Linked DNA regions of Astyanax mexicanus: region 2 is linked to region 1. A link is a contact called in public Hi-C data. All regions are on one chromosome and are shown on one strand. Each heading gives the region's core, a stretch centred on a gene start, on an enhancer-like site or on the middle of the called end of the contact. The rest is flanking DNA. Distances are from core to core; before and after follow the strand shown. Region 1 overlaps foxp1a (forkhead box P1a). Region 2 holds the start of foxp1a (forkhead box P1a).

Region 1 (5,575 bases), core at 2,215-4,714:
AAGTAAGTATGGTGTTGTCTGTCTCACTGTGGGTATCTGTATAGCTTCATGTGTTGATCTGAATGTTTTTTGCTTTATCTGCCTTTTCTTTTTATCTATTCTATCTCTGCCTGTCTGTCTAATCTATCTTGCATGCTTTTATTCTATCGCCATCTCTAAGTCTATACATCTTTGTCTGTGTATATCTACAAAGGTATAAAACAGTTTTGAGTCCTTTTTTTTTTGTCCCCGAGTTTCCCAAACATCACTTAAATAGCACCTGCCTGACAATGCTAAGTAGACTAAAAGATACTCAAAAGCTAGACATCTTGCCAAAATCCAAAGAAATTCAGGAACAAAGAGAAAGAAAGTAATTGAGATCTATGTTTTAAAAAGGTTATAAAGTCATTCTAAAGTTGTGGGACTACTGCAAACCACATTGAGAATCATTATCCACTAATGGCAAAAACATGGAACAGTGGTAAAAAACATGGAACCTTCCCAAGAATGGCCGGCCGACCAAAATTACCCCAAGAGAGCAGCGATGGCTCATCCAAGAGGTCACAAAAGACCCCACAACAACATCTAAGGAACTTCGCTTGCCTCAGTTAAGGTCAGCGTTCATGACTCCACCATAAGAAAGTGACTGGGCAAAAATGGCCTGCGTGGCAGAGTGCCAAGACGAACTGCTGAGCTAGCAGAAATAATAAGAAATCATAAAGGTGTATCTGTGTTAATCCATCTAATCATCCACTAGATATCGAGCTATTTGACTAGTTAGTAATTTTCATGCTCTATTAGTATATCTATGCATCATTGTCTTGTCGTTCAGTGTCGTATCTTGTCGTGTCTTCCTCTGTACATCTGTCCATCTAGCAGTGTTTTATATATTTAGCTTGTGTTTCCTGAGCACTGGAGGGTAACAGACTGAAGCAAACATAAGTAGTATGCAGAAGTTTCCTACTTGCCTGTTTTTGTTCTGCTTTTCTTTTATTCTTTGTACTTTCTTCTTTCTGCTTACCTTTTTGCTTTATTCTTCTTTTCTTTTTTTCCTTTCTCCTGCCTTTCTTTGTTATATCATTCCAATATTTGCCCTTCCTTTCTCTCCCTCCTCCAAAATCTCTTTCCCTCTCTCTCTCCCTCCCTCCCCTGTGGTGGTGTAGCAGTGGGGCCCCTCAGGGTTGAGCTCAGCTCTCTGTGATAAACAGTGTACCCATGGTGATCCTGGCCGTCCCTCCCAAAACAAACAACAGGAGGATGTTTATCTGTGCCCCCTCCACTGACCCTGACCCCTGCTCCCACTCTCCGGCTCCGCCCTGCCTATTGCCACAACACTGTCTTTGTTCTGCAGCTCAGCTCTCAGCCAGGCTATTAAAAACATGCTCTGAACTACCGCAGATCATCCTGTGCTCCGCAAAAGCTCTGTCTGTGTACAGAAGATTTTTTTTTTCTTTGGCCGTAACTCTTTGTTGTTCCCTCCTGGAACTTTATACAGTCGAAATAGTTTGATAAGAGGCACAGCAGAGAGTGTTCCTTCTGAAGGAACTTCATAAACAGGACTGTAAATTGTGATTGTGTTTGAAATGCTTGTACTAAACTCTGTTTGTCCTCTTTGCAGCTTAAGTAGTTGTAAATAATATGAATAGTGTGCTGCAGTGTTTGTAGTTTGGCTTTGTTCCAGTTTTGAAACGTGTTTTTATTGGAGGTGTTTTCTTTTAAAACATCATTTATGAATTATTTAAAGGTTCGTTACAGGCTTTGATTTTCTGAAAGTGTCGGTGATATGAATTGTATCTAAATGAAGAGATTTGTAGATTTGTTCTTAGCACCTGAAACAAGACCTGCTTTGATATTTAGTTCTGACCGGACATTTGAATTTATACCCCTGCCATATATTTCATAGACACATGGATTTAAACAGGTTGACTAAGCTGCCCCCTACTGCTGAATGTCAAACATAACACTTCAGAAAACACTTATAGTTCATTGCAATCTTTTGTAACTCATCCTGTTGGATCACTGAAAGAGTTTTGCTTATTTTTGTATTATTTACTAAAAGTTATCTTCTTTATTACAGGCATTTAAACAATGAACATGCGCTGGATGACAAAAGCACAGCTCAGTGCAGAGTTCAAATGCAAGTTGTTCAACAACTTGAACTGCAGGTAAGCAGTGCCTGTGTTTTATTTCAAATTATTTCTTAATCTCAAGATTAGTTTGTGTGGTATTTTTTCTTTTATTGGTTTAATTCTCAAATGTGATCATCAAATGTTTTTTACACAGATTAGAGCTTCAAAGATTATTGATTCGGCATGGTCATTGCAATGTCACACAATGCAAATTATACCACTGCACATTTTCTATGACATTTCTAGCAGATGTAGATTATGTATGCCATATATTAATTATTTTACTTCTATCTTTGATTCACAGAGGGCGTGATTAATATAAATCACAATATACAAAACAACAAAATATAGTAATTTTAGGTTTTTTTTTTCCTCTAGTATTATGCAGCCCTAATTCACACCCATAAATGAAGTAGTCCAAGACACTACAGCACTAAAGCTAGAAGCAACAACTAGTCTATGAGCATAATTAGGCTTAATTAGTTGAACATTTTCTGCAGTAATGATTAATATACACTCATTACATAGTATTTAATGAATCACTGGCATGGTGTGTTGTTTTTTGGGGGGCATAAAAGCTGGTCAAGTTGCTCAATTGGCTCAGTGTTCAAAATCTCTAATATGATGCTTGCAAATAATATATCAGACTAGACTGAAGATCTTACAGAGGTGTTTAATATCTCTTGTATGGATCTCTTGAGTGAGTTGAGGGTCAAACCTCATGCCAAGATGGGCTGGTGATGTAGCAGACTGGAATCTTATGGCCTTGTTTTGAGTGCCAATCATGATCGCCTCTGTTTTGGCACTATTCAACTGGAGGAAGTTGTGCTCCATCCACATCTGTATCCATATATTCTAGACAAGTGTCAATTTGTGATAGAGAGGTTTGGTAATGACAATTAAGAGGCTGCAGAGGAGTATGTGTTAGTTTTAAGATAAAGTAAAAAGGGTGAGACCAAGGACTGATCCCTGGGGGACTCCATAGATCACTATGTGTGTGTGTGGGGGGATCTTGCTCTTTCAAACGTTAAAATACACTAATATTAGTAAAATACTTTAGATTAAAAAAAGGGGGACAGTACATGAATGCAGACACACACAGTGGAAAATTTTTTTACTAAAGAAATATGGAATCTTCAAATCTAAACGTGCAAGATTATATCAGTTCTGAGGTTCTGAACGTTGGTTTCTATTTATTTTCGATTATTTGCCCAGCCCTAGCTACAGCCGCTTGGGAAGGAATGTGAACTGATGAAATATCTTTGTGCTCTCTTTGTTTGTGTTTGCAAAACAGCTAGCTAAAGACAAAGAACGCCTCCAGGCCATGATGGCCCACCTCCATGTCAAATCTACTGAGCCTAAACCAACCCCACAGCCGGTAAGCCCAGCAGTTAAAACTCACTTTCCAGGTTTTCCAGTTTTGGCCCAGAACTTTAAGTGTGTGTAATCTCATTTTTTGGGGGGGGATGTAGTCATGTTTGTGTGTCCTGTATACTGACAGTGGAAATCCCCCATTGCTGCACAGATGTATAGTTTGTTTGCAGAGTAAATACTGCATTGTTCCTTTTTCATTTAGACTACATTTACTGTGATGTCCAGATAGATTTAGAAAGTGGCACTGGTTAATGGAACAGTGAGGGAGAGTTTTATGGAACATTCTGGTCCTATGAAATTGGCAGGATTTGTGCATTTACATAAAGCTTCACAATTGGACGGCATGACAGCCACGGCTCAAGGGTAAACAGTCCCAGATGCTGGTTGGCGGTGGGCAGCGTCTGTCTGTGCAAGATTAGTCCACTGTTTAAATCCTGTGTGGCATCTAAATTTATTTACCATGTACTATCCACTGAAATGGTTTATAGACTGCAGTGCTTGCATTGGCAAAAGGTGCTTGTCCGACCTGCAGGCGAGATCAGTCAGTTTTTCTGTCTGTATTTAGTCGTTGGCTTCGCTGTCTTGCCGCAGTTTATATGAAATGTTCTTTTTCTTTTCTTTATTTCTTTTTTACATCTCTCTCATAATCACAATGATTTGCCCATTCAGTTAACATTATGTCATAGTTCTGTGCACAACCTGTAATATATAAATATGTGTGTGTCCTAAAAGGTGAACCTGGTTTCCAACCTCACTCTTGCCAAGGCAACTGTTCCCAAGACCATTCCCTCTATGAGCCTTTCCCAAAGTGCCACAGCCCCGTCCACACCCCTCACACCGCTGCCTCAGACTCCCACAGTCATCATCCCCACCAGTCTGCATGGCGTGGGGCCCATTCGCAAGCGCTACTCTGACAAGTACAACATGGCCATGGACCAAGGTTAGAAAAAGAACTCTCATGCAGCCGTAAGGCTGCAACACACTGAACTTGATTCGAGTAAACAGCACAAATATGCTAAATATTCAGGCACATTTTTTTCACATCAAAACTGTTCAAGTCAAGGGCAGTAGATGGGAAAGAGTTTTTTTTAAGTATTTAAATGCATCTGAAATTCAAAGTTACTTCACCTCATTCTGTGCTTTTATACTCTTTCTTAAAAAAGACTAAGTCAAACTTAGGTTTGAGTTTTTGGAACTTTTGGAGCCCCACACATGAATGCAATGCTCCTTCTGGTGTTTGTTTAAACCTTCCGGTTGCTGGGATACAGCCAGTGCATTATGTTGGTTCTCAGAAATCCAATACTAGAGAGACATTGGACGAGAATCTGTGGCGTTGTGAAATATCACACAGAATCAAATGGGGTGAATGAAATGTCACTCTTTGTTTACTGACTGAAGAAATAAAAACATGCAGCTGATGGCAATAATCAATTGGCAATGTAGTTGATAACATTGTATATGTGCACCAAATGTCCAAATGTTTGTGGACATCCCTTCTAATGAATGTATTCAGCTACTTAGAAGTCATGCGTCTTGCTTCTGCATATGTGCAAATGCGCACACAGCTTGTCTAATTTCTGTAAAAAAAAAAAAAGTCACTACCAGTAGAATTAATAGGATAAAAAGCTCCAGAGCAGATTAACATGACTTTATTAGCACTACCATGCTCAGTGCCAAGCATGGGCTAGATGGGTATATAAGTCCATTACTTCTGGATGATCACCACTTAATCTCGTCCTTATAATTTTGACACTTGTTTAAAGGATCTTAAAAAAACAAGTATTGAAGACAGTTAGCTTTAGAATTTACTTGTGCTTAGTAATGTAATGTTATTAGTGTTTCAGGCTTTTATATTATTGTACTACAAGAAATGGTACAAGAAGTGGAAAGAAATGGTAAACTGTAAATATTGAACTATTTAAACTCTGTTCTTAAGTGTAGAGATGGGTGATATGACCCAAAAAAAAATCTTTGATGTTTCTCTTCGAGGGAGGGAGGGAGGGAGGTGCGGGGGGTGTGCGCAGGAGGGAGGGAGTGGCTAAGCTCACAGGGAGCCCACTGGGGAGCGTGGTTGGTGAAAATTAAAACTCAGA
Region 2 (5,295 bases), core at 2,033-4,532, 34 kb before region 1:
TGTGTTAAGTGTTTTTCTGTACCAAAGAGACTTTCCCCTTCACACGTATGTAAACAGCCCTTCCCTGAGCCTCTTTGTTCCCCCGTCCTTGTCTCTGATTTGGTATGTTGAAACTGCACATAAGCAATGGCTGCACCCTTGCCCTGTCAAACAAGTAGTAAGTGCAAGCTGAATTTTATGGTCATTTTTTTGTATATCCAGCCAATTTTTAAGCTGCCGTTAGTTTTAAAGTGTTTCCCTTGGTGTTGATTCGTTCTTTTTAATGTTAATGTGTCAAATTGGGGAAAGGAAAAAAAAAATCAAACTATGTAACGTACATTTACTACTGGGGTCATTTTTGTGAAAAATGCACTAGAAGCACAAGTCTGTCTTTTGTAATGGGCAAGGATGCAGAAATGAGTCTGTACATGCAGCTGACCTTTTCGATAGCAGCTTTCCCTATGTATTATAAATCTTTTTATGAGACACAAGTACTGAAATGGATAGTTTTATTTTTCTGAGCTGAGGCTTTTTTCTTGTTGGTAATCCAGGGCTCCCAGTCAGGATGTGAGACCTCAAACTGATTGTCAATCTTCTGGAACGGTGCCTTGTGTTCTCCCAGGGTTTCACTCATAGAATATTCTGTTTTATCTCTATGTATTTAATCAGTTATAATGTAAATTGATTTTTTTTTGTTTTGCTTATAGGTTTTGAAATATTGAATAAACAAGAACTTTGGAGGATTGCAGAGTGTGTTTTTACTTCAAATACACATATTACTTAAACTCCACTACATATTTCAAAGTGAAATGTTCTACTCTTTTAAAGTGAATTACACACACACACACACACACACACACACACATACATAAAACAAATTACTTTTGGTACTTTTGCTGTCTGCATAAAAAATGTAATGTATCAAAACGTTTTTTTTACCTGTTGGACAGATCAAATTGTAAAAATTGTAAATAAGTTGCAAATAAATCTTCAAACAAAACTTTAATTTTGCTAAAATACTATGTACAGTCATTTGAAAATGATTTGCCTCAAGTGTTTAAAGTTTATGGACATTTAAATACATATTAGTGTCTTAATTAATTACAGTCTATAGAGTTTTTCTTCTAAAATGAACTTAAGTTCCTTAGGACTTATCATGTGTCATACCATATATTACTTCATATATTAACATATGTTTCTTTTGCTTTCAGTATTTAGCTAGTACATCTGAGGTAAATATTTTTTACTGGATTATTCTACTCTATTTCTACTTCAACTCAAACACGTGGTTTAGGTACTTCGTCCACAGCTGATTTTAAATTACACCACAGAGTGGCGCTAAAGACCATTTTAAAAAACACACTAAAAACCATCACCCCTTCTTTGTATTTCGCATTAGTTTGTTGGATGTTTTTCGAGATGTTAGTCATATACATGTATATTTACACCAGGTAGTGTCTTTAATATGCTGATTTTTTTTTTGTTATTGTAAAACCACAGACCTCACTAATAATTAGCACTTTTGTATCTTCTTGTTTTTGTATATTTAGAGAAATGACGGTTTAGATTAGTATATTTATGTAACCCAACTATACAGTAATGATCAAAGACTCACCTAAACGAATCCATGTATGTCCTGATACGTTCTGCGAATATCAAATATATAATGAAACTGTCAATTTAATCACATGTATCCAGAAACTGCGCTATTTATTATAAAACATACAAGAAAGCCCTGGCAAGATGATGATTGTAGATTTATAATGTGTAATATTGACCCTGAGGCTTTGATCATCAAAAAAATAATAAAACAATAATAATAAAAAAAATCCATTGTTAATTTGATTATTATTTTTATTAGACAATACATACAAACTATGATAAAAAGCTATTGAAACATTTTCTAATGAGAGTGTTAATCTAGATAATAAATTTGACATAATTGTCTAAATATGTACATATATTGTAAAAATATATAATACATTTCTAAATACATAAAAACTTTTTTTAACCCTCTATGGCATGAATACATTTTTGGGGAGAAAATAAATTACTTGATATTTGATTTTGTTCTTTTTTTTAACATGCTAATTGTTTGAATCACCCCTGTTTCATCACGATGGCCCAATTAAAAGTGATTTACATAATGTTGCCCAAATGCAACAAATGAAATAAAACGTGTTCAGTAAACTTACGACAAGAATATAAAAATATAAAGAGCCAAATATAATTCTTTACAGATTCTTGCACTCCTTTATGTATTGTATATAGATATGCCTTGTGTCATTATATTAAAAATAAGTAAATACATAAAGAATAAGGTATGTTATGGATTTTTTTTTTATAATTAGCCAAACAATACAGAACAATACACAATGATACAAACTCCTGTAAATGTTATCATAACCACAAATTATAAGCTAGGGGATGCTTACACAAACATACAACAAAAGAACAGAGGAGCAAAGTTATACAATTTGAATCTTAAAACAAGAATATTTTGGAAATCTGGTGTAAGATGATGCTAGCAGTTTTTCAGTTTTTTTTAAATCTACTTAATGAACAATAATATGATTTAAATTAATTTAAGAAAGCAGAGAAAAGCAGTTCCACATTCACTCTTACTGCAGTGAATGTGGTATTTTGCTAAAAGTAAATTTATATTTATGGCATCAGAAAAAGCTAAACTTAGGTTTCCCATATAAAATAAAATATCATCTACATCAAAAGAAAGAATGTTAAGTTTAAAATTAATCCAAATTAATCCAAAAAAGCTGTGAAGATTGACATTAAAAACAACAATCCCTAAAATATCTTATAGAATGATGTAATAACTAAAAGATGGTTTGTTGCCTGAGGGCAACATCGTGTAATTATAGGGTTAAAACTCTGTCACTATATCATATATCTTCATACACGGTTACGCCATTAAATATTACTAAATATATATAAAAAAATCTTAATTTAAAGTTTTAACCTGTTTTTTCGACCTAAAATTTTCTTCACGTTTTTTCTTCTCCCACCTCTCCTCTCCTCAGCAGGTGGATGTGACGTCACGATCTGAGCAAGTTTTTTTTATTATTATTATTTAGTTGTATTTTTGTATTTATGTTACGTCTCTCCTAATTCCATTTAGCTGTACTCTCTCTTAAATGGGTAAAATATTTTTTGAGTGTTGTGTTTAATGTGTTTAATGTAACATTAGCGTTAATCCACGCCGTTCTCAGAGCAGCGCCATATAGTCCCCGGGGCGGATGAATACATTTGTTTACATTGTGCTGCGGTTCTTGGACGTGAACGCGGTGTGGGCGCTCAGACCAGAGCAGCGCCAGCGGCGAGGCAGCTCCGCGAGCCGCTGTTGCTTCTGCGATAAAAAAAAATATAATAATAATAATTAGAGTTAAAAAGAGTGTTTTAGTTTTTCTTTAAATTTGTTTTCAGCTCCGCCTGCGCTGAATACGGTCCGCTCGGGTGAGTTGAGGAGGTTTTGCGGGGCTCTGTGAGCGCGCGGCTCTTCAGACTAACGGGGCTAGCGGAGGCTAGCTCACTGGCTAATGGTGAAATAGAGCAGTTTTGAGCTAAGCTAGGCGGCGGGCTAACTGCTAACTAACTGTTTTAGCTGTATAATCTGTATCCATGGAGCTCAGCCTGTGTGTTTAGAGTGAGTTGGGAGTCTGGTTTAGTTATGTAAAGACTGTACGGTGTTTTCTGTGGGGCTGGTGAGGGTGGAAGCTGTGAGGGAGAAGGAGCAGGTTCTCCTCCACACGCAGCTCGGTGAGGTGAGTTTCTGCTAAAGCCCATGTGCGCCTGCCTGCTGCTGCTGCCTTTAGAGAAGTTAGTTAGTTAGTCAGCGAAGAGAGAGAGAAGTTGGAGCCTGGAGTTCAGGATAACAGGCTGAGCTTCTGTTCTCACTCCTCCTGTGCTCCACAGCTCTTTAGATATCTGTACACTGTATAATATCTATTGTTGGTAGCTAAGTTTCTATAATACCAGACTCAGTTCATCAGTATTGTTAACCTAGCTAACCTGTTCTAATCCGTTTGTCTCGTTGAATTATTCAGCCTCAGTGTTTATATGGATATGAGAATTGTAGAAACTCTTATATAAGCTACTATATCAGCTATTGAATATTGACTAGTAGTATTATAAGCTCTACAGATCTATAAAGCCATTCTGACTAGACATATTGCCAGGGTGACATCCTTTATTCAGTTTTGACTGGTCATATGTTAACGTCGGTGGTCTAACTGCATAATTTTGGCCCGAGACAACTCTGATTTTGCTATTTATAGGTTTATGTTTGAGTAAAATTATTTATTTGCAGTTTTTTTATTTGTTTGAGTAAAATGATTTAATGAGTAAAAACCATTTATTTGCAAAAAATGGAAAAATGCTGCAATAACAAAAAATATGCAGAGCTTTCAGACCTCAAATAATGTAATGAGTGTAAAATCAGCTCTGAAAAAAATTAAGAGACCACTTCAGTTCCTGATTTTATTTATAGGTCTATGTTTGAGTAAAATGAACATTGTTTTTTTATTCTATAAACTCCGAACAACAATTCTTCCAAATTCCAAATAAATATATTGCCATTTAGATAATTTATTTGCAGAAAATGAGAAACAGTTGAAATAACAACAAAAAGATGCAGAGCTTTCAGACCTCAAATAATGCAGAAAACAAGTTAATATTCATAGAGTTTTAGGAGTTCAGGAATCAGTATTTGCTGGAATAACCCTGGTTTATAATCCCAGTTTTCATGTATCTTGGCATGTTCTCCTCCACCAGTCTTACACACTGCTTTTGGATAACTTTACGCTACTCCTGGTGCAAAAAAATAAGCAGTTCAGCTTGATTTGTTGTCATTTATTATCCATCTTCTTCTTGTTTATATTCCAGAGTTTTTTTAGTTTGGTACACTCAAAGAATCAGTTCTATCAGCTGCGTTACTCTCACTACCGAGAAGTCCAGGCCCACATATCTTTAAATGGCCAGACCATCTGGCTAGAACAAATGCTAGTATAAGATATTAGAATACATAAATGTGGCAATTTGCATTTTAAATATGTGCCATTTTAGAGCTTTATAACATAATTAGAAATATGAGTTTTGGCTTGTAGTAATAATTTTATTAAAAATATATTTGAACTAGTTTAAGTTATAGTGCAGATCTCTGAAATTGCCATTGGCAGTTTGTCATGCAAAATGTATAGAAAAAGTCTAATCAGAAAAATAGTAAAAATGTTATCAGAAATGTTCATGAAATGTTATCAGTGTTGAATGAACAACAATATAGATCAAAACACATACATAACA

What was found. Hi-C and Micro-C count contacts between places; a contact is called where the count stands out from the background.
Region 2: a contact with region 1 is called in a Hi-C map of muscle, with 15 times the contacts expected there. The contact joins the promoter of foxp1a here to the enhancer-like site in region 1. A contact is called at or near these places in 3 of 3 Hi-C or Micro-C datasets (blood and muscle).

What each region holds. Positions count from the first base shown.
Region 1 is chr13:27,728,905-27,734,479 of AstMex3_surface, reverse strand. It overlaps foxp1a (forkhead box P1a), which reads left to right. Exons shown (of 16, transcript XM_007256346.4): 7 at 1-2; 8 at 2,057-2,144; 9 at 3,403-3,486; 10 at 4,215-4,422. Among protein-coding and RNA genes, the nearest start is that of foxp1a, 33 kb to the left of the region's middle. Within about 2 kb of position 3,464, the one cell type or tissue checked has an H3K27ac peak away from gene starts, as active enhancers do.
Region 2 is chr13:27,762,797-27,768,091 of AstMex3_surface, reverse strand. foxp1a (forkhead box P1a) reads left to right here and starts at 3,282. Exons shown (of 16, transcript XM_007256346.4): 1 at 3,282-3,450. eif4e3 (eukaryotic translation initiation factor 4E family member 3) reads left to right here. Exons shown (of 7, transcript XM_007256349.3): 7 at 1-722.